2 separate regions of the Mus musculus genome follow, and region 2 is linked to region 1. A link is a contact called in public HiChIP or PLAC-seq data. All regions are on one chromosome and are shown on one strand. Each heading gives the region's core, a stretch centred on a gene start, on an enhancer-like site or on the middle of the called end of the contact. The rest is flanking DNA. Distances are from core to core; before and after follow the strand shown. Region 1 has its middle 4.6 kb from the start of Gm35402. Region 2 has its middle 27 kb from the start of Lpar1.

Region 1 (6,944 bases), core at 558-3,057:
TAGGTTCAAGCCCCAGTACCCATGATGGTTCACAGTCATCTGTAACTCCACTCCCAGGAGATCCACCTCCCTCGGTCTCCACAGGCAGCAGGCACACACTTGGGGCACAGACACATGCCAGCAAAACACTCGTACACACAAAGAATAAAATAAAGAAATGAATATAACTCTGCTACTTCTAAGAAAACAAAAAACCAAAATACTAAAACAAAGGAAAGCAGTGTTGCCTGAGTTCTCTGAAACTCTGAACGCCCTAAGCATGGGTTTTTGGTTGGTTTGTTGGTTTTCTTAATGAATCACTTTGCGCTGTGCACAGGCATGCTAAATTCTGACAGGCTCCTCCTCGCCAGCTCTCCTAAGAGCAGAGTGGAGACTATGAGAACAAGGAGTCAATTGAGAGCTTCTCTGCCTTTTATAATAGGCTCATCCACTTTCACACATCCAAGCTGCCTTCTCCACCCAGCCCTGGTCCATCATCTCTTCTCTGGTGAGTCACAGAAACACACATAGGCCTACCTTCCTGGCAGCAGTATCCCGACTCCTCCTTCCTCTGTGGTTTTGCCTTTCTGTTGCTGATATGACTGTCCTTCCTTTTTCTCTTATTTGCTCCCACTTCAGATCATGTGGAAAATGTATCATCCCTCCCAGCATCCAGCCCCTGCAGTGAGTGGGGAACTTCAGCCCCACCTCTGCAATGCAATGCTCAGAAGGGGCCTTAGGACAGGGCTGTGCATCAGCAAGCACCAGGGCCTGCCTTCATTTTCAGGTCCAAAACTTAAGGCTCAGGCTGTGTGAGAGTTTCCAGAGTAAAGTCATCATCAGTGAGAGAGTGGAAAACAACCTTGGCCACTGCCCCCAATCCTTCAATCCTCCAGATCCATGGCTCTTCTCCTTAGAGCCTCTCTCTGCTCTAAGAAAAGCATCAGCCACTGCACAGTCCTGGAGTGTATAAAGGGTGTGAACACAGACTGCACATTCGTCTTCTAACAGTGGCTTTGAAGGCACAACAATGTGCTCAGAAATGAGCTTAAAGATATGCTTGCGTATGTCTTTGGGAGCAAGGAAGGAAGATGAGCTAAATCAGTAAAGTACCTGCTGATCCCATAAAAGTCTGAGGATCTGTGTTGAACAGCCCTGGGATCCACACAAAATGCCAGGTATAGCACATCTCTAACTCCAAACACTGGGTAGGGGGGAGGGGGACAAAAGTAGGTGGCTCCCTGGAGATCACTGGATGGCCAGCCTGCTGAATCAGTGAAAACTTATTGAATGACTGAGGAAGACACCAAATATCAAACTCTGAGCTCCACACATATGTGCACACTAACGCACACACAGAGACACATATACACACATCTGACACACGTCGGCACACATACACTAAGAAAGGATTGGCAAGGAGAACACAGTATGAAGAATTGGAAATGACATGCTCCAAGCTTGCCCTTTGGCATTCATACAAAGTCAAACATTAAGTTCCCAATCTGTGACACATCTCCTGGACTGCCTTCCTCATTATCCATTTTTTTATAGCAAAATTATATGGTATTGACTGAGGAATTGTTGTTCTCCTCCCTAGAACTTTGCCATGGTGACTAAATTATCTCTTGGGCAAAAACATTTGGGAACAAATACACACACAGAGAAGGGGAGGGGAATGCACACACATCATCCTATCAAGATTCAGTAAAGCTGTATATATAAAGGCAATAAAATCAAAATACAACAGATGTAAGTGGTGGGGTGCAAAGAGCCTAGCACCTTCAGATCCAACCACTGGACTCCTTGCTTTCTAAAACAGTGTGGCCCCTCCCTTCTCAGACCTCAGTGGTGATGATTCACACTGCAGAGAAGCTGAGCCGGAGCTTTCCCATCTCTCCTCTTCAATCTTCCTTTAATCTCTCTCTCTCTCTCTCTCTCTCTCTCTCTCTCTCTCTCTCTCTCTCTCCCCCACCCCCACCCCCGGGCACAGATTCCTAAGTACACAATATCTCTGTAATTCTCTGTAATACATGTTGAGGAATTACTTTCAGCACTTGCCTCTACCTTTCCCTACCAGATGTCCATTGCTCCTGCATCAGTCATATCTGCTTATGACATGCTTATCACTACACACCCACTTTGGCAACAGTCTAGTGTGAAGGACGGCAGGGAGCACTGCTCACATCTCAACATCAAACATACATTTTGAAGGTAAAATTCCTCAGAGTGGGATGGAAGTCCATATCCTCAAAACCCGTTTCCCTAAATCCTGCCATGCCTTCCACAGAAAGCCTGCTGTTGCATTTTCAAATTTCAACATATATACTTTTCAGTTTTTGAAAGTGATTATGTCATTTCCCAGGCCTCTCTGTATTGTTTTCTCCATGTTTTATCTTTGTTTGTTAAGAGGTAGGTTGGATGTAAAAAATAAAAGAAAGGAAGACAAGCAGGGAAGAAGGGATAGAGTGGAGGAGAGGAACACCAGACTGCCTCCAGGTTATAAGGTTGGTGACTAATGACCAACCATGAGTATTTTTGTTCAGGCTTTATTCATATTAAGTAAATTTGGAATTGTGAACTATGCCTTCTCTGTAGCCTGAGCACACCCAAAAGACTCTGATGCAGTTCTCAAATTGGACAATAACTGTTTTAGTTACTTTTCTATTGCTGTGACAAAACATGACCATGGCAACTTATTTTTTAAAAGGATTTAATTGTGCTTATGGTTTCAGAAGGTTAGAGTCCATGAGGACAGAGCAAAGACAGGGCGGCAGGAACCGGCGAGAGCTCACATCCTGATCCATAGGCAGACGGCAAAGAGAGTACACTGGGAATGGCCTAAGTCTTTTGAATCCTCTAAGCCTGCCCCCAGTGACACATCTCTAAAGAAAAGCCACACCTCCTAATCCTTCCCAAACAGTTCCACTAACTGGAGATCAAGTACTTTAATAGATGAGTCTATGGGTTCTCTTCAACCACCACAATAGCATGTATCCCAGGCAGAATTATGTTGAAAAAATAACAGTGGAAAATGTCCAGAGGATCACAAGAGACTGTCGGTCATGCAATAGCTAGAGTTCTGGGAATGCAGGTCGGTGGTGGAGCACTTGACTGGCAGGTGCTGTATTCTATCTCAGCACTGGGAATGGTGGTGGGGAAATGGTGGGTCATCTTTGTTTCTTTTCCTGCTACTGTAATAATCTACCTTATAATGCCACACCACCTCCAGAAGGATCTGTGTGACAAGTTCCACAGACTGAGGCAATTGACCTCAAAAGGGGGAGGCCTCCTGGAACCAGTTGTGAAACTCTTCGCTGGAGAAAAATTATTGAGCCGTAGTTCTCATGGCAATCTATCTATTTTGTTTCTCTTATTCCTTTTCTTATTTTACATGTTTCTGGTAGCCTAGGCCAAGATCTTAAGTGAGAATAATGAGTAAGAAACCATCCCTTGAGATGGTGTCACTAACATGACCTTATCTCCGGGGAAACCAACGCTTAACTTTTTAAATCATTTACAAAATTATTATGATAGATAAAAACTTTCCCAACAATAAAATTTCATATAGCTACACATGTGTCATCAGAGGTGAGGTTTGGTATATGGTAAATAAAGCCTTATTAGAAAGAATTAAAATAGTTTGAATTTATGTGTTGAAGATTTATAAAAAATCAGGCATTAGATATTAAATAATAATTGACCATATGGGGATGGAGAGTTATCTCAGAGGTTAAGAGCATTGACCATAAAGATTTATTAACCTGCTCTTGGAAATATGCCACTGGCCTTGGACAACTGTCCCACTGAATATATCCTTTTAGAATTGTTATATTTGATGACTTAGATTAATAATGATGTTACCTAGTCTGTTTGTGATTCACTGACTATATAGTTTCAGAGTTGTAATGCTTGGATGATTTTTGTGCTTTACTGTGCCAAATGATTTTTGTTGGTATCTGTGATTGTTTCACTGGATACAGTTTCTAAGAGTTATAATGCTTGGCTTTTTAATGTATAAAATTCCCTGCTTGAGAGCTGCAAAATATACTCAGATTCAAACTGCCTCTGTGTTTGTTTCTGTTTGTCACCTTACCCACATAGCTTCAAGGACCCTCATTCCAGGGCCTCTCTTACCTGACTGGGGTGGTCCGTGTCACTATAACAGCAACTTAAGGGAGAGAAGGTCTGTTTTGGATCACAGTTCTCAAGAGATACAGTCCATCATGGTGGGGAAGATATGGCAGCAGGCAGTGAGGGAATGATGGTGGAAGCAGGAGAATATATATAAAGAACTCAAGAAGGTGGACTCCAGAAAATCAAATAACCCCATTAAAAAATGGGGCTCAGAGCTGAACAAAGAATTCTCACCTGAGGAATACCGAATGGCTGAGAAGCACCTGAAAAAAATGTTCAACATCCTTAATCATCAGGGAAATGCAAATCAAAACAACCCTGAGATTCCACTTCACTCCAGTCAGAATGGCTAAGATCGAACACTCAGGTGACAGCAGATGCTGGTGAGGATGTGGAGAAAGGGGAACACTCCTCCATTGTTGGTGGGATTGCAAGCTTGTACAACCACTCTGGAAATCAGTCTGGCGGTTCCTCAGAAAATTGGACATAGTACTACCGGAGGATCCTGCAATACCTCTCCTGGGCATATATCCAGAAGATGTCCCAACCGGTAAGAAGGACACATGCTCCACTATGTTCATAGCAGCCTTATTTATAATAGCCAGAAGCTGGAAAGAACCCAGATGCCCCTCAACAGAGGAATGGATACAGAAAATGTGGTACATTTACACAATGGAATACTACTCAGCTATTAAAAAAATGAATTTATGAAATTCCTAGGCAAATGGATGGACCTGGAGGGCATCATCCTGAGTGAGGTAACCCAATCACAAAGGAACTCACACAATATGTACTCACTGATAAGTGGATATTAGCCCAGAAACTTAGGATACCCAAGATATAAGATACAACTTGCTAAACACATGAAATTCAAGAAGAAGGAAGACCAAAGTGTAGAAACTTTTCCCCTTCCTAGAAATGGGAACAAAACACCCATGGAAGGAGTTACAGAGACAAAATTTGGAGCTGTGACAAAAAGATGGACCATCTAGTGATTGCCATATGCAGGGATCCATTCCATAATCAGCTTCCAAATTCTGACACCATTGCACACACTAGCAAAATTTTGCTGAAAGGACCCAGATATAGCTCTCTCTTGTGAGACTATGCCGGGGCCTAGCAAATACAGAAGTGGATGATCACAGTCAGCTATTGGATGGGTCACACGGCCCCCAATGCAGGAGCTAGAGATATTACCCAAGGAGCTAAAGGGAACTGCAACCCTATAGGTGGAACAACAATATGAACTAACCAGTACCCGGGAGCTCTTGTCTCTAGCTGCATATGCATCAAAAGATGGCCTAGTCGGCCATCACTGCAAAGAGAGGCCCATTGGACTTGCCAACTTTAGATGCCCTAGTACAGGGGAACGCCAGGGCCAAAAAGGGGAAGTGGGTGGGTAGGGGATTGGGGGGGGTGGGTATGGGGGACCTTTGGGATAGCACTGAAAATGTAAACGAGGAAAATACCTAATAAAAAATAAATAAATAAAATTAAATTTAAAAAAGAAAATACCTAATTTAAAAAAAAAAAGAAGGAAAGAAGGAGGAGGAGGAGACTTGCAAATTATAAAATCTACTGTTTTGTCTTTATATTGTCTGTATATGCATAAAATATGGCTTAAGACAAAAAGTGGGGGTGTAGAGAATTGTTAGCTTTACTAAGTTGCTCTACACTATAAGTTCTGTAGATTTTTTTTTCTTCTATAATGAAATAGTTTGAACAAATTCCAAAGAATATTTTCCCAAACAAGCTATGGAGAGGAAGTCCAGTCCAATAAACTTAAGACGTAGGCTCTATTTACTTTTAACTATTCATCATTATTTCCAGTATAAGCACCCAGTGACTGTCAACTTAGTGCTAAGGGAATGGCAGTAATAATCTCCTGCATCTGTGGGTGTGGTTCATGGCTGACAGACTCATCGCACAGATCATCTCACTTGATCCTCAAAACTCAGTCAGATTGCCCCACTCAGAGGATTAGCAGCTGCCAAACATGGAACACACAGAAGTCATGGTGCCTTTTGAGAAACAGAATGACTCGTGGTATTTAAATTAGATAGCAGTTCTTTATAGATTCTAAGGCAGGCAACACCTGACTACATAGCAAACAAAAGCCATGTGAGCTATGGGGGAGTGATTAGTCAAAACTCCTCAAAGAAAGAGAACTGTGTGTGTGTCTTTATTTAATTAGCTCATAAGGTTTATCAAGCCCCATGATCTTCAAGCAACAGACTCAGGAAAGCAGGTTGGTCCTTCAGCCTGAATCTCAGGTTGAGGAACAGGGAACAGTCAAGAAAAGATAAGATGAGATATTCAGTGAGACTGAGAAGGAGATGGTGTCCTCTCTTCTCCGCTCATGTATGCACCATTCACGCCCTTAGCAGATTGATGGTGTCCAGTCATATTCAGAAGAGTCATCTATTGATGCTGATCTCATCCGCCAGGACACACCCAGAAGGATCCTTGGTCTGGGCACATTAGAGGAACAGCTCAGCTTTCTTCAGGGAGTGCCAGTGCTTTAAGAGAAAAGAGCTTAAGACAAATACCCGTGAGTGAGAAATACCCACCCAGGAGAGATTGAAGAGGTTTCTTTCTCTCTGCCACAGAGGCGGTAGGAACAGAATCAGTGTTCAATGCTTTGTCCATGAAACGATGCAGACCTTACATTACATTCACATAACATGAAAATCCTCAAGACAGATTAATATTTGGGATAATAGAAAAGTGGCAGTACTCTATTAAAGTCAGTGTAGAGGTTAAAAGAAAAGGAAAGGAAAGGAAAGGAAAGGAAAGGAAAGGAAAGGAAAGGAAAGGAAAGGAAAGGA
Region 2 (7,665 bases), core at 3,982-6,481, 550 kb before region 1:
TCTAGATTCTTACTGGAACCAAATAAGTTTCCAAAGACATACTTTCTTGGCTTGCCAGGATGTGAGTGTATGGAAGTGGGGATGGTTCCTTGCCTTGCCTTTGTTCGTGACACACCTGCTCCAAAAGACCACACCTCCTAGTCCCTCCCAAAAGATGCCTACCAATTGGGGACCCAGCATTCAACTACATGAGCCTATGGGGACCGTTCTCATTCAAATCTCCACAGCAAATTTAAATTATAAACGTTCATGAACCACCAGCTTCAGAAGAGAGCAACAGTATAGACGTATTTCAAACAAAAGATAGCTCATATGATATATACATACCTTGTATGAATTATACATGACATAAGCTATGTCCAAGCGAAAGTATATATAATATCCTATGTAGAATAATTATAGAGAATGATACTTGGTTGAACAGTCAGGGAATAACTATGCTTATTCTAACTTTCTCTGAACTAGTCTTTAAGGAAAGTTAAAATCTCAAAGCCCTTACATATAAGACACCGGGCAGAACATGGAAACTGGTGTAGAGAAGAGGACAAACCTCACCAAAGTCAAAGACTGGGATGAGTGTTGGAATATTGGAACAAGAGAGCGGCAAGAGATGGAGCCTGAGAGGCTGGAAGATGTGGTAGGAGGAGGAGCATGGTGAAACATTAAAGGTTGGGAAGTCAGCATGTTTTGCCATCTTAGACAGTGATCTGATCGATAAACAAACAGGAGACTCAGAGTTTATCATAGAATCTTCAGTTTTGGTTAGAAGTGACTTTGGCGGTGGGGGAAAAACCACCTTGAGAGTTCCTTGCCAACCGAGCGAGCGTGATCCTTTTACACATTTCCGGTAGGGGCGGTGCTAGCTTTGAAGCCTATAAGATGGAAATTCAGATCCAGGATTTGCTGCTTTGCTCTCAGATTCTGGCCAATGAGCATTGAGTTCCCGTTCCCAGTGTTTAAGACTCGGGTAGAGAAAGCCTTCTTTCCCAAAGGTTTCATGTGAGTGAGAGTGAAGCTGTGCCTGTGGTGTACTGGGCAGGTAGCCACTCTGTGGCTGTTGATCATCATCTTAAAATGCTTCGTTTGGGCTTTTTAAACACTCCTTACAGGCTTTGTGCAGATAGTAGGGCTTCCAGTTCTGTATGTTTATGAGATCTCTGTGTGTCTCTGCATCTATCAGTGTTCCTTGCGCTTTTCCTATGGCTCTTTTTCTTCTGTTGGTTTTGTCATATTCTGGTTTATTTGTTTTTGTTTTATCTTATTTTAATTTATTATTATTTTTTAGGTAAATGTTTGAGAGAGAGAGAAGCAGAGAGAAACAGAGAGGGAGAAAGGGTGTGGCTTTGGATGGGAGGGGTAGGAAGGAATTGGGGAAGAGTTGGGGGAAGGGGACCATAATCAGAATATATTGCGTGAAAACAATCTATTTTCAATTTAAAAAATTATGTACTATCGCTTTAATAGTACATTATGGCTCAGAGAGTAGGATCTCTCCCCTCCCCCTCCCCCTCCCCACTCCTCCCCTCTCTTTCTCCCCCTCCCTCTGCCCCTCTCTCCAAGGGGCATCTTAGGCTGGGCTCAGAGTTGAGAATTCTACATACTTGAGAATGCCTCTGAATTAGAAGTTTGGTCAGGGCCACTCGGGGCGCAGCTTGGGGCCACCGCGTTGGGGGAGGGGAGGTAGAAGAAGTTTGGTCAGATTTAGTCTACCACTTTTTACACCCACTCAAAATAGAAATGGCCTCTAGTAGGCAAACCTGAACACACCCAGAGATTCTAGGTGACTCTGCTGTTTGTATGAAGGCAACAGTTCCATTCTGTCTCCTAGAAACTAATAGAAAGAATGGGTGAGCTGGAGCTAGCAAGGCAGACAGCCCACTGAGTACTGCAGGCATTTGATTTAATCCGATGGTTGAATTACACAGAAAAGATCTGTGCAACACCATGCAGTACATGGTGGCCACAGAGCCCATCAGAGCCCCTGGGTTGATAGAGCTGAGTCCTTGGTTTATTGTGGATATAAGGATAAAAGACATTTTTCACCTTTGAGGTAATAGTCCTGTCATTTTGGCCAGCGAAGTGGCCACGCCTTTGATGCCAGCACTCCCTAGGCAGAGGCAAAGGCAGGCGGATCTCTGTGAGTTTGAGGCTAGCCTGGCCTATAGAGTAGTTGCAGGATTGCCAGAGAAACCAGGTCTCAAAAAGACAAAACCAAACCAAATGACAGTCTTGACTTTTCCTGAGATGGTCAGCTGAGTGTTCACAAGGATGTGATGGGCCCCTGAGCTCGCTGGTGGGGATCCTTAGGGGGGACTGAAGCCTCCCAGGCTCCATCGTGGGGTTGTCTGCTTACCTAAGCACTCTGAGCCTCTGGGTTGTCTTAGTCATTCTGGACAGATGTAAGAGAACACTGCATCAAACGCCTTTCTTCCTTTTTCCCCCTCCTATGACTCGTATAAGAAAGTTTACATGTGTTATACAAGTCAACAGCCACATGACTTGTGGTTTTTACAAACCTAGCTGGTAGCGTTTTTCCAACATGTAAGGTTCACCCTGCTCCTGGGACTACACCCCAGGGACAGAAATGCGCAGGCACGAAACATGGAGCCCTTCATTGGGTGGACAGACAGGAAACAGACATGTTCAGTTGTGCTCCAGCTAGCAACTGGGAAGACTCATGTCACTTTATAGTCCCTATTTCACAACAAGGCTCTAAGCCTAGGTGTTGTCCTTTTAGAACTGACCCATGGATCCAGACCTTTTAGTTTTAGAGAAAACTAAAAGCGTAACGTGAAGAATATATCCCATTAGATGCCCAGGAGGCAGTGAAAGCCCAAGAAGATCTAGAAAGGGAACCACTGTGGCCGGCTGTGTACCACCACGGTTCACAGACAAACGGACCCAGACACTCCCCAGCTGCCAGTGTCTTTTGGGGGCAAAAGAAAATATTATAAGACATAAAGTGAACATTTAGTTGGCTTTTCCTCAGGTGATACAGTGCAGACTTTTAAGGTTTTTCCAACTTCTGCGCTAGGAAAAAAGGGTTTGAAGCAAGTGAAGGAACGGACCCTTACCACAGCGGATGCAATGCTGGTCTAATCAGAGGAGGGGAAAGACCGTATCATTTAGAATAAACAAAAAAGGGGAGAGCAATTTAATTGGCTCCTGATGTTCCGTCTAACACAGGCCAGAAGTCTTAAAACCTAGAGGCTTATTTTTATTTGTGAGTATATTTATTTTTATTTTTAAATGAGTTTTCCATCTGTGCTGATGGAATTCCAGTCAAGAAACTTCCATCTTGGCTTCTTTGATCTTGTGCTCACCTTTGAAAAGCATGAAAAGGTCTTCTCTTTTCCTTATGTAAAAGTACTTCCAGCCAGTGTTTAATATTATAGAGATGTTTATCAGACTTGGGACGGGCATACTGAAGCTGTTCTGCAGTTGGGCCTTTCTCTCCTTGGCTCTTCATCTGCTCACAGCCACAATTTCCCCTCCCCCACCCTACGATTCTCGACCTAACATGATTGGTTTTGTACAGATGAGGGGTGTGGGTGGCTATCCTTAAAGCTGTTCTAAAAGCAAGGGAGAATAAGAAGGAAATGGGCGTTTCTTCTGCGAAGCCTCTTGGCGGGCTGTGGAGGTTCCAGGGCTGCCGGCTTCAGCATGGTGTACCTGCTGGACAGCGATGAGAAGCCCAGGCTTCCAGGCGGTCCCTCGAAGATGATTCTTAGTGGGGAACCCCTTACTCCCCATATCTAAGGAAGCCAGCTGTCTACAAATTATTTAAGTTCAGCAGATCAAACAGGTCTCAGTGAACACATGTAAATAAAATGGAATTTGTTTTGCAACCAGTGATTGTGCGTGTGTGTGCGTGTGTGTGTGTGTGCGCGTGTGTGTGTGTGCGCGTGTGTGTGTGCGTGTGCGTGCGCGTGCGCGTGCGTGTGTGTGTGTGTGTGCGTGTGTGTGTGTGTGCGTGCGTGTGTGTGTGCGTGTGTGTGTGTGTGTGTGCGCGTGCGTGTGTGTGTGTGCGTGTGTGTGTGTGTGTGTGTGCGTGCGTGTGTGTGTGTGTGTGTGTGTGCGTGTGTGTGTGTGTGTGCGTGTGTGTGTGTGCGTGTGTGTGTGTGTGTGTGTGTGTGTGTGTGTTTTCAAATGAAAGGGTCATGAAGCCTAGGGATCAGAGAAGATTCTAGAAAAACTAGAGGGTTTTTTTTTTTTTTTCCAATTTGCTATCCACAATGTTTTTGGTCTTTGTTTTTAAATAAGCTTAGATGCTTATCAGTTTTGGCTTACATGTTATGTGAGTTTTCTTACTCAGTGGAAGTATGTTTAGGGAATTTGTACTTTTTCAATTTTTTAAACGAAACACTCATCAAGAGAAATGCTTCAACTTTAAGGCAACTTGATTTTCCCTGTCTTTTTGTTATTATTTTATAATTATTATTTTATACAGGGTATCATATAGCCTAGGCTGGCCTTGAACTTGCTATATGGCCAAGGCTTATTTTGAACTCCTGGTCTTCCTGCCTCCACCTCCCAGTGCTAGGATCACAGGCAGTGCCCCTCCCTAACCCCAGGGTTTTTTTTTTTTTTTTTTCAACCTTAACTTAGAAAATGAGACACAGTAAGATGAACAGTTGTATAGCAAACAAAATACATTAATGTTCAAAAATTATACTAGGGTTTCTTCAAATTATAGACTCTGGAGATACAGTTTGGGTATACTTTCATTTACATATAACTACATATAAATTACAAATTTCAATTAATATGCAACTTTTTAGTAGCCATAGATTACAATAAAAAGCAATAAACTTCTAAATATGTTTTTTGGAATTTCTGTTGTGAATAAAATGGTCTTTGCCTGTCTCCCCACTTCTGAAGCTCCAGGTTCAGAAAAAATGCCTTCATCTACTCACACAACTCTAATATCACACAGAATAATTAAGGCGGAAGGTCTATGTGGGGAAGGTCTTTTGAAAGATACCAACTTAGTAAAATTTGGTGAAGGAGAAAGTAGACAGCACACTGTCAGCTTTTAGAACTGCATTTATCATACATTTCAGACAGCAGAGACTAACAGCTGGAGCAACAGGTCAGCTGTTTGCTTGTTTCTCTCTGAATCAAAGAGGGAGGGCGCACTTTACAGATTCCAGCTGTGCTTGCTTTGGGGTTTCCTGGCTCTCCACTCTTCTGTGCTCTGTAGCCTACGTGTCCAAACCTCAGGGGACACTCTGTCCAGCACAAGTCAGACTCCTTCCTATCTGTTCTAGAAATAAGGAATGTCAGATATGTGTAATGCTCCTCAAGGCCTGAGATGCCAGGGAAAGAGGGAGGAGGGAGGAGGGAGGAGGGAGGAGGGAGGAGGGAGGAGGGAGGAGGGAGGAGGGAGGAGGGAGGAGGGAGGAGGGAGGAGGGAGGAGGGAAGAGGGAAGAGGGAAGAGGGAAGAGGGAAGAGGGAGAAGGAAGGAGGGTAGAGGGAAGAGGGAGGAGGGAGGAGGGAAGGAGGGTGAAGGAGAGGGAGGGAGAGAGGAAGAACAATGAGGCAGGGAAAGGGAGGAGAGGGAGGAGGAAAGGGAGGAGGGGGAGAAAGAGAAGGAGGGGAGAAAGAGGAGGAAGGGGAAGAGGAGGAGGAAGAGACACAAGGATAGTGAAAAGACTAGAACCTTGAACATGCGCTCAGTGTGGTCCATTAAGTTGGAAGGAAGGAAGGAAGGAAGGAAGAAAGGAAGGAAGGAAGGAAGGAAGGAAGGAAGGAAGGAAGGAAGGAAGGAAAATAAAATCAGAAGCATTCAAAGATGAAGAATTGGCAGAAAGAAAGAGCCTTACCTAATTGTTACTTCCTTCCTAGGTCAGTGTTTCTTAAAGGTAAATTGCATCAGAGTCTCCTAGAAGGCTTGTCAAATGCCAGCAGCTCTCAGGACCTGCCAGAGTTGCTCACTTCTTGGGGGCTACTGTGAGGTCTGCCTTTTAACAAGAGGGACTTTCCTTGACACACTGGAGTTGAAAAGCAGCTGTCCCAGGTTTGGGGGCTGGGAGAGGCCATCTGCAGATGGCCCAATGGCTTAGCGGGAAGTCCTGAGAGCAGAGAGGATCTGTGCCTCAGAGGCAGTGAGGGCAGGAGGCAGACTTGTAAAGGAAATTGCCCGAAGAGTAAAGCCAAGTGACAAAGTAGGAGAAAAGGAGGTGAGGATTGACAGAGGGCTGCTAAGGGCTTCAGCATGCAGTGTGCCTGGGAAAGTCCCAGAGCAGACAGAGGCAAGAGTAGAAAAAAAAAGAAAAAAAAAAAAAAAAAAAAAAAAAAAGAGAGACCACTGAGTTGCCGCTAAGGCTTTGATCAAAGTAGCCAAAAGTGGTATCTAAGTGCCCAAGTCTCTTGTCAGTCCTGATTCCCACCATGTAGACTGGAGATGCAGGTCAGTAGCAGAATGCCTCCTATGTGCTATGCCCTGGCCTCAACCTGCACGTAGCACTGTTAACTGAACGAATGAATACAACTTACTGCATGGTAATAGAGAAATGAATGCTGGAGAGATAGAATGAGGAGGATTGTGGGAGGTGTTGGGCCACCTAAACTCATCTGTATCTTTTCACTGTTAGATGCCAATAACAAGGCTACCTGCCTATAGCAAGTCTCCACCAAGCAGACTCAGAGTGCCTCCCTAAAATATCTACAAAACCTCAGCAGAACAAAATAAAAGGAGAGTCTTAAGAGACAGGGACAAATAAATGACTGTGAGCTGCTGTGAAGAGCAAGGGGTTCTCTTGTGAGGCACATACAAAGGGGAAAGCCTTCCATCTTCCTAGCCACTCCCTTTGCGCTACTTTGTAGCTCTGTTGCTTTGCTGGGGTATCGCTTTGAGCCTGTGTAGCCCTGGCTTCTCCTAGGTTTAGGAAGCAGCACAGAAGCTCTGGGGGTGCTGTTTCCCTGACACCTTTTCTAGATGTTTCCATTGCTTTTTGTCCTGAAACTACAAATGTGAGAGTTTTGTGCCAGACACTCAGAAGTTTTGCAAATGCTAAAGCAGTGTTTGATACTGATGGCAATCTTAAATCACGTTACCAATGAGGAAATCAGCTACTAGCATGGGACCCTAGAAAGAATGCCTGATGCGGCACAAGTTCAATAGCCAAAGAGAAATGGGCTATGATTTCAACCCATGTTACCTAACACACTGGATATGATCCCATCATGTGATCCTATCATAGCACTGCCGTGGTTATACTTTGTCTGAGACATGAGGTAATGCATGTATTCGTTTGGTTTCCTGCAGGGTCCACTTTGCCACTTATCAATTTTGTTTTAATTTTTTTAGCAATAATATTTCAAATCTATGAGAATTCATCATTACCATCCATTTTTTGCTTGCTAATACATTCTAATGGAAGGGTGTATTGCAACTTTTAATCATCTTTTAAATCTCGCGGGAGACACTAGTTGGATTGTTTTCCAAGAGCTACTTAGTTTTCTCCATTACGTTCTCCTGCTAGGGTCATTTTCTCTTATTTTTTTCAATTTAATATGCCTCTTCCTGATGGCTGAGAGTCTTCCAGTGAGTTTCCCGTGACTGTACACTCATAAAGGAAGAATTAGAATGCCCAGCATCAGTAGCTGGCTCTGTCTTCCTTCACAGCCTTGTTGGGTCACCTTAAGTACCCTTTGGTAGG

The links. HiChIP or PLAC-seq counts read pairs in DNA pulled down with a chosen protein or histone mark.
Region 2: a contact with region 1 is called in an H3K27ac HiChIP or PLAC-seq map of the NIH/3T3 cell line, with 4 times the contacts expected there. The contact joins two enhancer-like sites. A contact is called at or near these places in 1 of 15 datasets of contacts at CTCF or cohesin (the NIH/3T3 cell line) and 1 of 115 datasets of contacts at active chromatin or transcription factors (the NIH/3T3 cell line).

Annotation. Positions count from the first base shown.
Region 1 is chr4:58,026,519-58,033,462 of GRCm38.p6, reverse strand. No RefSeq gene overlaps it. Among named protein-coding and RNA genes, the nearest start is that of Gm35402, 4.6 kb to the left of the region's middle. Within about 2 kb of position 1,807, at least 6 of the 459 cell types and tissues checked have an H3K27ac peak or open chromatin away from gene starts, as enhancers often do. A contact at or near this core is called in the NIH/3T3 cell line, where this site is marked.
Region 2 is chr4:58,576,202-58,583,866 of GRCm38.p6, reverse strand. No RefSeq gene overlaps it. Among named protein-coding and RNA genes, the nearest start is that of Lpar1, 27 kb to the right of the region's middle. Within about 2 kb of position 5,231, at least 39 of the 459 cell types and tissues checked have an H3K27ac peak or open chromatin away from gene starts, as enhancers often do. A contact at or near this core is called in the NIH/3T3 cell line, where this site is marked.